Linked DNA regions of Hordeum vulgare: region 2 is linked to region 1. A link is a contact called in public Hi-C data. All regions are on one chromosome and are shown on one strand. Each heading gives the region's core, a stretch centred on a gene start, on an enhancer-like site or on the middle of the called end of the contact. The rest is flanking DNA. Distances are from core to core; before and after follow the strand shown.

Region 1 (5,472 bases), core at 2,514-5,013:
TTAGGCACTCCGGAAGAAAGAATAGATCAGTGCGAGAGGCGCTCGCGAACAACAGTTGGATAGCTGACCTCGCCCATGGTGACACAATGCAGCTTTGGGAGGAGGCAATTAGGCTTCATAGATGGATCCAAGATATGGATCTCCACTTACAAGATGGGATTAGAGACACAATCAAGTGGAAACTTCAAGCATCAGGAATGTATTCAGCAGGCTCTACATACAAGGCTCAGTTCCAGGGATTCTTAAAATCCAATTACAAAAGAGTGATATAGACAACCTGGGCACCTGCGCTTAAAGATTTTCACCTGGCTGCTGTTCAAGAACAGACTATGGTGCAACGATCGTCTACAGCGCAGGGGCTGGCCAAATGGCTACTTCTGCCAATTATGCCATCGAAATCTGGAAACATCGAAGCACCTGTTCTGGCAATGCCCGATGTCCCTTGAAGTATGGACACACGCGGCATCACGTCTCGGATGTGCGTCACTGCACCCAGGCGCATGGAAGGACAAAGAAAAATCATCGAATATTGTAGCTACGATGGTCAACAGAGCTTTACCAAACCACAGAAAGGCCATCAAGACAATGGTCATCTTGATCTTGTCTAAAATTTGGAAGGAGAGAAATGACTGCACATTCAGGAACAAGCACGCGGACCTACAAAACATGAAGAATGCAATCACAAGAACCATCAATTTTTGGAGACAGGCAGGAGCAACACTCTTGGAGCCCCTTTCTGGGATCCACCGTGAAATGTCGCCCCCTGTAATCTTCCCCCTTTTTTTGTTTTCTTTCTCTTTCATCCTTGATCCTCGGATCACGTTCACATTTTGTTATCCCCGCATTGCTACCTCCTTTTGATCAATATATGCCAGTCATGAGCTGGGTCTTTAAAAAAAAAAGAACCTCACACTAGAAGTGTGGACACATTGAGTATGAGTGTGGGATGTTGTCCTTTATGATTTCATTTCCAACAGAAATCAGAATTACGTATGAGTGTGGACACATTGAGTAGTACGTACATTTGAAGAAGAAAAATTGTAATGAACGATATAGTGTGTTAGCATGGCGGCTCTAGCTTAAATTAACTTCTTTTGTCCTTGCTATCCTTTGAAGCCTTTGGGCTATCATCATTAGACGATAAGGGGATTCTGTTGATCACAAATACTAATGCAGCACCAATTAAAGCACCCGAGACATGGGCAATGTTGTTTACTTGAAGAGCGGTGCCTGTTACGGTGGTTGCACGTGCAGCTTCCATGACCTATAAGAGCAAAATTGGGGTTAATCAAGAATGTCTGTTTCGTATACAAAAATAAAAGGAAGCCTGATGCACATAGCTCCCGCTTGCGCCGGGTCCGACCACTTTCCCAGGACTCAAACCCGTGGTCACAAGGCAACAACTTTACAGCTGTGCCAAGACTCCCCTTTGGTATACAAAACTAGCAAAATATTGCAGTAAATAAATACTCTGGAAAACAACAGATGCCTGTTTAGAATGCAGGAAGATTACAGGAATCGGTTCATCTGCATATGAACTTATAATCTATCATTCCTGTATTCCCTACTGTCAAATAACCTAGCATTTCACTACCTAGAAATATCCGAGTATTTTTAGTCATGATGGGTGGGAAAATATGGCAATCCCTTTTTGTCCTGTAAACTAGTGATTTCTGACATTGTGAATGTGTGATAAATTTGAAGGAGTGTAATTTTGTGATAATTGAAAATTAGATAGCACTCGTTTTTCAGTAAAATAGAACCATGAATATTTAGGGAGTAATAAAATGAATAGGCGGCAGTGAACAACCCCACCTGCAGATGTATTCATTTCATTGCTGTAACTAAGATATGTTCAACAAACAAATGGGAGTCAGGCAACAACAAATAGTGGATTCCCCACAAGATAGTGCAGTAATTACCTTGTCAACAACAAATTGACCAAGGATAAGGACCTCAAGAATCTTTCTCCAGTCCCAGGACATCTGTTGCAATAAAGGAGCAATACAAAGATTCTAAATAAGATTACTGCTCATCAAGGGAAATACTCTGGAACAGATCAAGTTTAGGCATAATCACCTTTACTAGTACACTAATTGTGAAAAGGCCAAAAACAGCCCCAGATGCTCCAAGCGACACGGACGACGTAGGGAGAACTAACCATGAAATCAAGTTTGCTCCAGCACCGGTGAAAATATAAGACATCCACAGTGCGAAGTTACCCTCCTCCTCTTCCACAAGCTTTCCTGTATATTAAGATGGTAACTGGGCATCCTTTAACAAAACTACAAGCATCAAGCAAAGCATTGCTTCAGGTACCAAACTCACCAAAAATGTACACAAAGAACAGATTGCTTGAAAGGTGATTCCTGTAAGGGATTACAGATAACTGAATAAGTGAAAATTATACATTGCCCCGAAAGAATGTTAAACACTTACAGTCACTGATATATCAGTACAATAACGGAATAAGTACAGTAGTTTGTTAGTTACTGCATATTTGTTTACATTTACAGAGGGAACTAAAATGGAAAGAAACATACATATAAATATATATAAAAATGCAAGCCGCAACAAGAAGTTAAACTGACCAGTTAGCATGGCAAAACGTTGATGTCACAAACTGATACCAAGAAGGGAATGCATGGTACAGGTAGAGTGCCTTTATCTGCCGGATCTGAAATGCAAAGCAAAGGTAACAAATATCAACAAGTAACAATGTGTCCTCAATTTTCATCCAAGTAGTAATATATCCTCATATAGGAATATAAATAATAGACACGCGTTCATAATGTTTGGGATATAAATTCAGTAATTTGAACATAAATTCAGTATTTGATAAAAAATTATGATCGCAAGTTCGCATCATTGCCTGTGCATCCTTCCACTGATCATTTCTTCAGGGTGTTCTTGCAATTAAACAACCATAGTACTTGAAAATTTATGGCCAATTTAATTGAAATGGGATGTATATCAACATAATTCAGCAAGTTGTACAGTATATCTCCCATCACTCTGGTTTCTGCAGATGTTCTACTACCATAGAACGCCAGTTCTCGAGGGCCTACATGGATTTGTGCATATTGAAATAGCCAAGAGATTGCAATGATACCTGTAACAAGTGGTCTGCAACGTAGAGCCCAAGATTAAGCAGCAAGATCCAGAATATGGCGTTGGCACGACCACCCTGCTGCTTCGTGTCCTTGGCGAGCTCCAACTCGGACACCAAATCTGATCACATGTCAAAGATAAAAGAAGAAAAAAACACTCAGAGAACAATTCACACTGCTGCAATCTGCTTACGTCTTGGCAGCAAGGAAGAAGAGGAGGGCTCACCTGAGTGCCGCATTCCGCAGCGGAGCAGATCGCGGCGGGCGGCGGCGACTACAGCCACTAATCGGCGTGTGATGGAGATGGAGGGGGCATGGCGCCGGGGTAGGGAGGGGGTAGGGGAAGGGAGTGGCTTCGAGAACGTCCCCGAAGGCGCGGGTAGGAGGAGCAGCAGCTGCTGCGCCATGGCTCGTTCCTTTCTCAACTCTGTTTTCCCCCTTAGCCTGCTGTGTGGGTTTTTTCGAGACGAGGGACTTATTAGCAAGGGGGCTCCGGTGCCAGCGAAGATTATATTCCGCAAAAGGCAAAGCTGCTCTGTTCCATCCGTGCGATGGAGTTCAGGAATGTATGAACATACCGCTTTTTCCTCATGGAAACATACTGCCCTTTTTTCTTCCTCAGACAACATGACGGTATAAAATAGCGATAAAATTATATTCATATTCATAATTCTTTTTTTAAAGATCCATCAATTTGTTTGTTTCAATTAGATTTAGCAGAAAACAGCGGAAAAAAACAACATGGAAAGGATCAGAAGATCAAAGAGGAAAAAAAGGACAACTCTATTGGCTACAAAACAACACTACACTTACAAGACGGAACGCCATCGCCCACATCAAGGCAACACAGCTCTAACTTGAACGAAGAACTACGAAGAACAAAGCAAGGTTGGCGTCACGAGAGATCACCGAAAGGACAACGTGTCGTCCATCATCGTACGCCACCAGGACCCCGCACCGTAGCTTCGACTCTACAGCAACAGCAATTGAGGTAGTCTCACGGACATGTCAGAGAAGAACTGACTACCATGACCAAAGCCACGCCTCCCACATTGTTCACCATCGTCATCGTTGCCACACGAGCCAAAACCTACCCCAATGTTCGATAGACATGACCAATTAGCACGAGCAACAACCCCGATCTATCACTAGTCCCCCTGACCGGCAAGGTGCTCTTGAAACAATGCCCCAAGAGGTGTGATCTCGTCGCCATCATCGTTCGATCCCATGGGATCAAGGGTTTCGCCCGAGCCACATTGCATAGCAGAGCGAGCAGGAACGCCTCATCAATGCCTTCAAGAAAGGAGCGGCGCCCGCAGGCGTAGTCGTGGCCTGCCCCCGCCCAAAGAACCGGCAACAAGGTCTTCACCCGGCGTTGCACCTCCAACCATGAACCTGGGCCAGACCATCACCGCAGACACACTCCCGATGAACGTCGGCCACCCGCGCCCAACGCCCGCCGACTGCTGCGACCACCTATAGATCTGGACGTCGAGGCCGAGATCCCCATCGTTGCCACCGGTCTGCGTTGGGTGACCACCGGCCTCATGCACCCGACGGTCATCGCGGCCACCTCGCGGAACAGGATGACACGGCCCGAACTGCCTCGCACCGCCCTTGGAGTCCATCGAGCCGACGGCCGCTGAAGTACGAAACCGCTAACTTGCTCCCACGTGACCCCATCCCTGTGCCAATACGCTCACCACGAGCCTTCATGGCGGTGGCCACCCCCAAATCATGCTGGGCCCACCCTGGTGTTACGCCCCCGCATCCCGTGCGACCACCACACGCCAAAGCATTGGCTTGGCGCGTCACCGCCAGCCTCGCCATGCCACCCGCTACATTCGACAACACAACACATGGGCAGAGGAGCTCCACCTTCGTGACCTTCCGCCAGATACGCGTCGCACGCCAGATTCGCGCCACGCGCTAGATCCGCCCCCGCGCACGCCCGATCCACGCCGCATGCACCTACGCCCCATGCGCGACCGCGCACCCGCGCCTCCGTGCGCTGCCTCACCGACCAGACATGCCGGCCCGAGCGCACGCAGCCGCTCAAGCTCCCAACAAAGCCACCGGCCCGCCCCACCAACCTCCGGACAGAAGGAGAAGGGCCCCGCCATCGTCGGGTCGCGCGGGCTTTGCCCGACGATCGTTGTAGGCGGCGGCGAGGGCGGAGGGTGGTGGTTTCGTTGTTCGCACCGGCGTCTAGGATTTGCTCCCGAGCCGCCCACTAGAGCGACGTAGGAGCTGTCAGAGGGGATGATGTGTATCTTCCGCCACTCTCTTCATATCCATAAATCACCTACCAACGACTGCACGTACTGGATCAAGCCTAAGGCACGCCGTTGTCGTTACACCT
Region 2 (5,298 bases), core at 1,314-3,813, 820 kb before region 1:
TCCATGTCGAGCTGGACCAGCACACGATCAACAGATTTGCCATATATTTGGGCCTTTTTCTCAAATCTTTTTGTTGGCAGCTTACCAAGCTAACTAGTTCAGAATTACTTGTCAGAAGAATGAATGTATCTAGATGCATTTTAGTTCTAGATACCTTTATTTTCATACGTTTTTGCGACATGTAATTCTGAACGGAGGAAGTATTTGGTTACATTTTGCCATTCTTTTATCTTACAGTTTTTGCTAAGTCTATCGAGAGTCCGAGACTTTGTTGTGCCTCAGTCGATACTATATGCCTTTGATCTTGCATCGTGATCCGCATTTTTTTTCATTTTTCATTTTTTGTTTTTATATACTATATCACTTGACGTAAGCTTGATTAAATCTCAATCGAATGAGACTTAATCACATCATTTATCTTAATGAAATCTACAGAGTGCGTGCCCGTCTTGCTTAAAAAAAAAAAAGAGTTCCATCCAGGATGTTAAGTATAACAACTACTAGACGCTTCTGCGTGTTGTTAGGCGGACAGGTAGGGAAATGTTCAGAGCATCGGCATGAGAGCACAAAAACAGAGAGAGGGGAAAAATCCAGGAAGGCAGGCAGGGAACACAAGGTGGTGGACAGAGCATGTGCAAACGGCGATTTGTATTGCCTGCCGCCTTTTAAATAGGCAGGCAAATGCGCCGTACGTATATGATGAGTCGATGACTGGCTGGTTCGTTGGCTTCCCACTGGCCCCATCAGTGCGTGACACATCGCGTGGACACTTCCTAGGAGCCGTCGTCGGGAAAAAAAAAGGAGCTGTATGCGTACTTCTGGCTGGGTATTACGCGTCACCACCCCACAGTTGTGGATGGTTGTGAGAGCAAGCTGTATACTAGTAGTAGTACTACTACCAGTGAATACTGCTCCACGACGCTGCACGAGAGCCTCACACAATTCTTGACGAGCCTGTTTGTTTTTCCTACTGACAAATCTTGCCAGCTCTCTGAACCGGGGGTGCCCGGAGTGTGGTGAGCGGTGCTGCACTTGCACATTTACGGAAGTTTCAGCAACGTTTCTGACGCGGATGGCAACGGTAGCGTGCGTTTGGGATGGGGGCCTAATTCGAGGAAGTTTGTTATTTCATTTTCCTTGTTCTCGCTCCTCCTTGTTCCTAAACGTAAACCTTTTTACAACTTTTTTATTATTAAATTACATAAGGATGTATATAGACATATTTTAAAATATATATTTATTTATTTTGTTTCATATGTAATTTTTATTAAGATGTTTAAAAAACTTATATTTAAAAACGGAGGGAGTAAGTCTTTATGAAACTTCCAAGTAAGGATGGCATTACTGCCGGAGCGTCAGTTTCAGGAATGGCAGGATGATGGAGCGTCATTCAAGCTAAGGTAGTGGATAAAATTTCGTTGGGGCTCCAGATTCTACTAAACAACCCCGCTTCCCCGCCCTCCCCCGCATCAAGCCTGCGAACGTTGTTGACTCATCGGCCATGACAAGTTTCACCATCTAAAATACCAGTCGAGGTGGCAGGAGCAGTTCCAGGCCGGGCAGAATACACGGTGTGAGATCGAAACAGCTGTGCATGCAGACTTCAAATCGGAGTCCAGGACGTGAGTAATAAAATCAAGGTGCAGTCCCCATCGTATTGACAAGGGACTAGCCCGTACGTACAGCCAGGACCTGATGAGGATGGATGGATGGATCGGGCATGGAAAGGCTTGACATCCTGGAGACAGACAGACGGGACAAAGATCAGCCGTCGCCCTCGCCCTCGCCGCATTGAACAGGGAGGCTGCGTGCAGCTCTCTGAAATCTGATTTAGAAGAAAAAACAAAAATCTGGAGTAGCATTGACTAATATGTTCCATGGACGGCACTGGTATTTTCATTTGATAGACAGCTGGGAGGAGGAGATGTTGGACGGACGGAGCACATTGGTCGTTAGCCGTACGTCGACGTCGGCGAGGGTGGCGTCCGTCTGGTCCGGCCATAGACGAGACGCCGCATGTGTCCCAGGATGACTTGTGCAAGACAAAGACAGGGTGGTTTCAATCAAATTAGTACTAAATGAAATTCAAGTTGTCGCTGCTTCCGTGTACATGGGGCTGACCTACCAATCTGGAGTAGTAGATCGCTTGGTTTACGCCTTAATCCCCGGCCAGCTAATATCATATTCCTAACTATGCGCGCGCAGTGCTCCGACGACGGCGCCACGCCCACGCGCATGCATACAAATTGTCGTCAGCGCATAAACAATTCCTCTCCTCCCAGTCCCAGGGCAGGCGCGCGGCGGCGTGGTTGGCCATGCAAATTGATTTATTCGCCACGCCGCCGGGCGAAAACAAAACAAACACAAGTGGGGGTGGTAGATTAGATGTCACCTGAGAGAGCTACGACGGCGACGAGGGAGGAGGACTGGGCAGCAAGGAACGAGGCCGGCGGTGTTGGCGGCCGCGGCAGCCGGTCCGGCAGTGGAGGATCGCCGGAACCAGCACCCAGCCTAGCCTGCTAGGAGAGCCAAAACGGGCGCGTCCGTTGGGTGGCCTAGCTCTCCTATTACAACGCGGCGGCGTGGGTTGTTGGCGGGGGACAGGCTGGACCAGAGCTCCTAAACATGGCAATCAGCCCAGCCCAGCCCAGCGTAAGGGATAGCAAGACAGTTAGACAGACTGCAGACACGAAACTACAGCTCCATCTTGATCAGCGCATCAGGATATAAAAATTGAAGGAACGTCCCATCGTTCGGAATATTAGTAGTAATACTTCCTCCGTACCTAAATATAAGTCTTTTAAGATATTTCACTATGTGTCTACATACGAAGCAAAATGAATGAATCTATACTTTAAAGTATGTCTATATACATCCGTATGTAGTTCATTAGTGAAACCTCCAGAAAAACTTATATTTAGGAACGGAAGGAGTAGGTCTGAACGCCTTAAATTTGCATGCATGCACATGTTTGGGGCGTGTCTACAAGTACTAATTGGTCTGGTTAGAAGCAACTACTATAATTACATGCATGCAAAGAAAAACAACAATATATGCAGTCAAAAAAAAAATTAGCTGATGTCAGCAAATATTCCATCTAAAATTATAATCAAAATGTTTTGTTGTTCTGATTGAAAAACTGCTTTCATATAAAGAATTCGTGGCCTTCAAAACTAGATCCTACGTTGCTATATTTTGATGACTTTTCAAGTAAAAAGTTAACCCAAGTGTGTTACAGAAGTTATCATGTCAGTTGTGTATAAGTTATCATGTTGTTTTACATAGAAATTACTAGGATATAAAAATAGTTCTTGTAATCTTCTCTTCACATGCACATGGATGCATGCATTAGAAGGGAAAAAAGATAATACATCGTGGATTCTACATATTTCAAAGCTATAAAATGTGTTGTAGCTCAAATCGGCGGTCTAATATAAAAAAATGTTTCCACATAAAAAATCCGTCTAATGACACCTATGAAACTAGATCCCATGTTGATATATTCTATTGACTTTTTTGTGTGCAAATAGTTATCATGCCTAGGCTAAGAAGGTTATTAGCTATATTATCATGATTTTTACACATGAGTTATGATGATACGTTCTCAATAACTTTTTTAGGACAAAGTTACAACGGTGTTTGTGTATGAGTTCAACACTTGTGATCCGTATATTATGTGACAGCCCGGTGCCGACGTTCCAGAAGATTCCCCTCTCTTTCCGTTTTCGTCATGTCATTTATTTTATTTGTCGCATCGTCATCGCATCATGCGCATCATCGGCATTGCATCGGCATCTCCGTTGCCGCCCGTTTTCAAAACTTGCATTCGTTAGTAGTTGCCGGTTCTCGTCGTCGTCCGTTCTGAGTCCGACCGCACACGCACGCGCCCGCGGCACCGTCGAAACCCTGTTTTTAAAGTGCGTTTAAAACTCTCTCTGATCGAGGTGAAACTTGGCACGCGGTTGCGATTAGATATAGCGAGGCCGCCTGTCGAATTTCGTCGCGATCGGAGACCGTCTGGTACCCGAACGGTCGCCCGCAGCGGCACCGTCTTCGGTTATTCGTCGGACGTCTGTCGGTGTTGTTAAAACTCGTGCCGTGCCGCCCGCTCTCCCCCTCGTCTCCGGATGTCTACACAACACGGCCACGTAGCACGCCCCGCGTTCGGAATCGTCCGAATCCGACCCCGCGGTTGGATCCGGATCGCGATCCCGGTTAACCGAGCCCCCTTTTTCCTTATAAATACCCCCTCCTCCTTAATTTTCGGGCAACCTCTCTCTCTCTTCCTCGTTTTCCGCGCAAACCCTAGCCGCCGCCCCACCTCTCTCTCTCCTGCCGTGCCGCCGGGCCCGCGAAGCCCATCCGGGGCCCGCCCGGGCCCATCCGGCGCGCCGCCGCCGCCCGATCGAGCCTCCCTGCCGTGCCTCCACCTCCCGAGCACCTCGCCGCCTCCTCGGTCCCGCGGCCGCGCGCGCCTCCCGCGCCCCAGCCCGTCGCCGGCCGGTGCGCCCCCGCCACCTTCGCCTTGCGCCTCCACCGGCCGGAGCCCCGCCGCCCTCGGACCAGCGCCGCCCCGCCCGCTCGACTGCTCGCCGCCGCCGCCTTCGTCTGTCGCCGCCTCGAGGCCGGCTCAGGCCAGATCCAGCCCGGGGATCCTTCCCCGAGCTCCGGTCACCCCGGATTCGCCGCCTCCCGCCGGCGCCTCGCCCCGCCTCGCCTGCTGCGTCGCCAGCGCTGCCGCCGCCGGCCTCGTTCCTGCGAGGGGAACGACGAGCGCTCCAGCGCATGGGGCGCCTCGCTGCGTGTTGGGCCGGCCTTCTCCAGTTCCTCCCCGCGGCCCACAGCGCCCCTGGGCCTCGCTGCCGCCTCCTCGCCCGTGGCCCAACTCGGCCTCATCGCCCCGAGGCCGACCGACCTTCGTCCCCAGGCTGCCTCCGCCCCAGCCGGCCTGGGCCGAGCCCACTCGGTGAGCTATTCCCCGCCTTTTGTTTTTTTTTTGTTGTTTGTCGCTGCCTTTTGGCCCATATAGGTTTTAGGATTTAATAAATTTCAGGGAGTAGACGTATAATTAAACGTTCGTATCTATTTGTCCGTGTGTCGGACCGCGATGTTCTTTATATGCTTTTCGTGTAACTTTTCGCGTAGGACCCGTTTATAAAACTTGCATAATTATTTGAGCTAGTTTAACGCGCCAATTGCCTCGTTTTACGTGCTGTTTAACTAGGTTCCGATCCGTAGTTATTTTTCGCGCGTGTCCGGACTGCCCGTATGCCATAGATTTAATGTCCATGTTTTAGG

Evidence for each region. A called contact is a pair of places that touch in the nucleus more often than the background predicts.
Region 2: a contact with region 1 is called in a Hi-C map of seedling, with 2.8 times the contacts expected there. The contact joins the promoter of LOC123427833 here to the promoter of LOC123427824 in region 1. A contact is called at or near these places in 1 of 6 Hi-C or Micro-C datasets (seedling) and 1 of 1 datasets of contacts at active chromatin or transcription factors (embryo).

What each region holds. Positions count from the first base shown.
Region 1 is chr1H:161,451,405-161,456,876 of MorexV3_pseudomolecules_assembly, reverse strand. LOC123427824 (rhomboid-like protein 11, chloroplastic) reads right to left here and starts at 3,763. Exons shown (of 7, transcript XM_045111962.1): 1 at 3,337-3,763; 2 at 3,113-3,231; 3 at 2,592-2,677; 4 at 2,329-2,369; 5 at 2,080-2,246; 6 at 1,923-1,985; 7 at 937-1,264. The coding sequence starts at 3,739. The coding sequence ends at 1,085.
Region 2 is chr1H:162,265,733-162,271,030 of MorexV3_pseudomolecules_assembly, reverse strand. LOC123427833 (S-type anion channel SLAH2-like) reads right to left here and starts at 2,563. Exons shown (of 4, transcript XM_045111973.1): 1 at 2,393-2,563.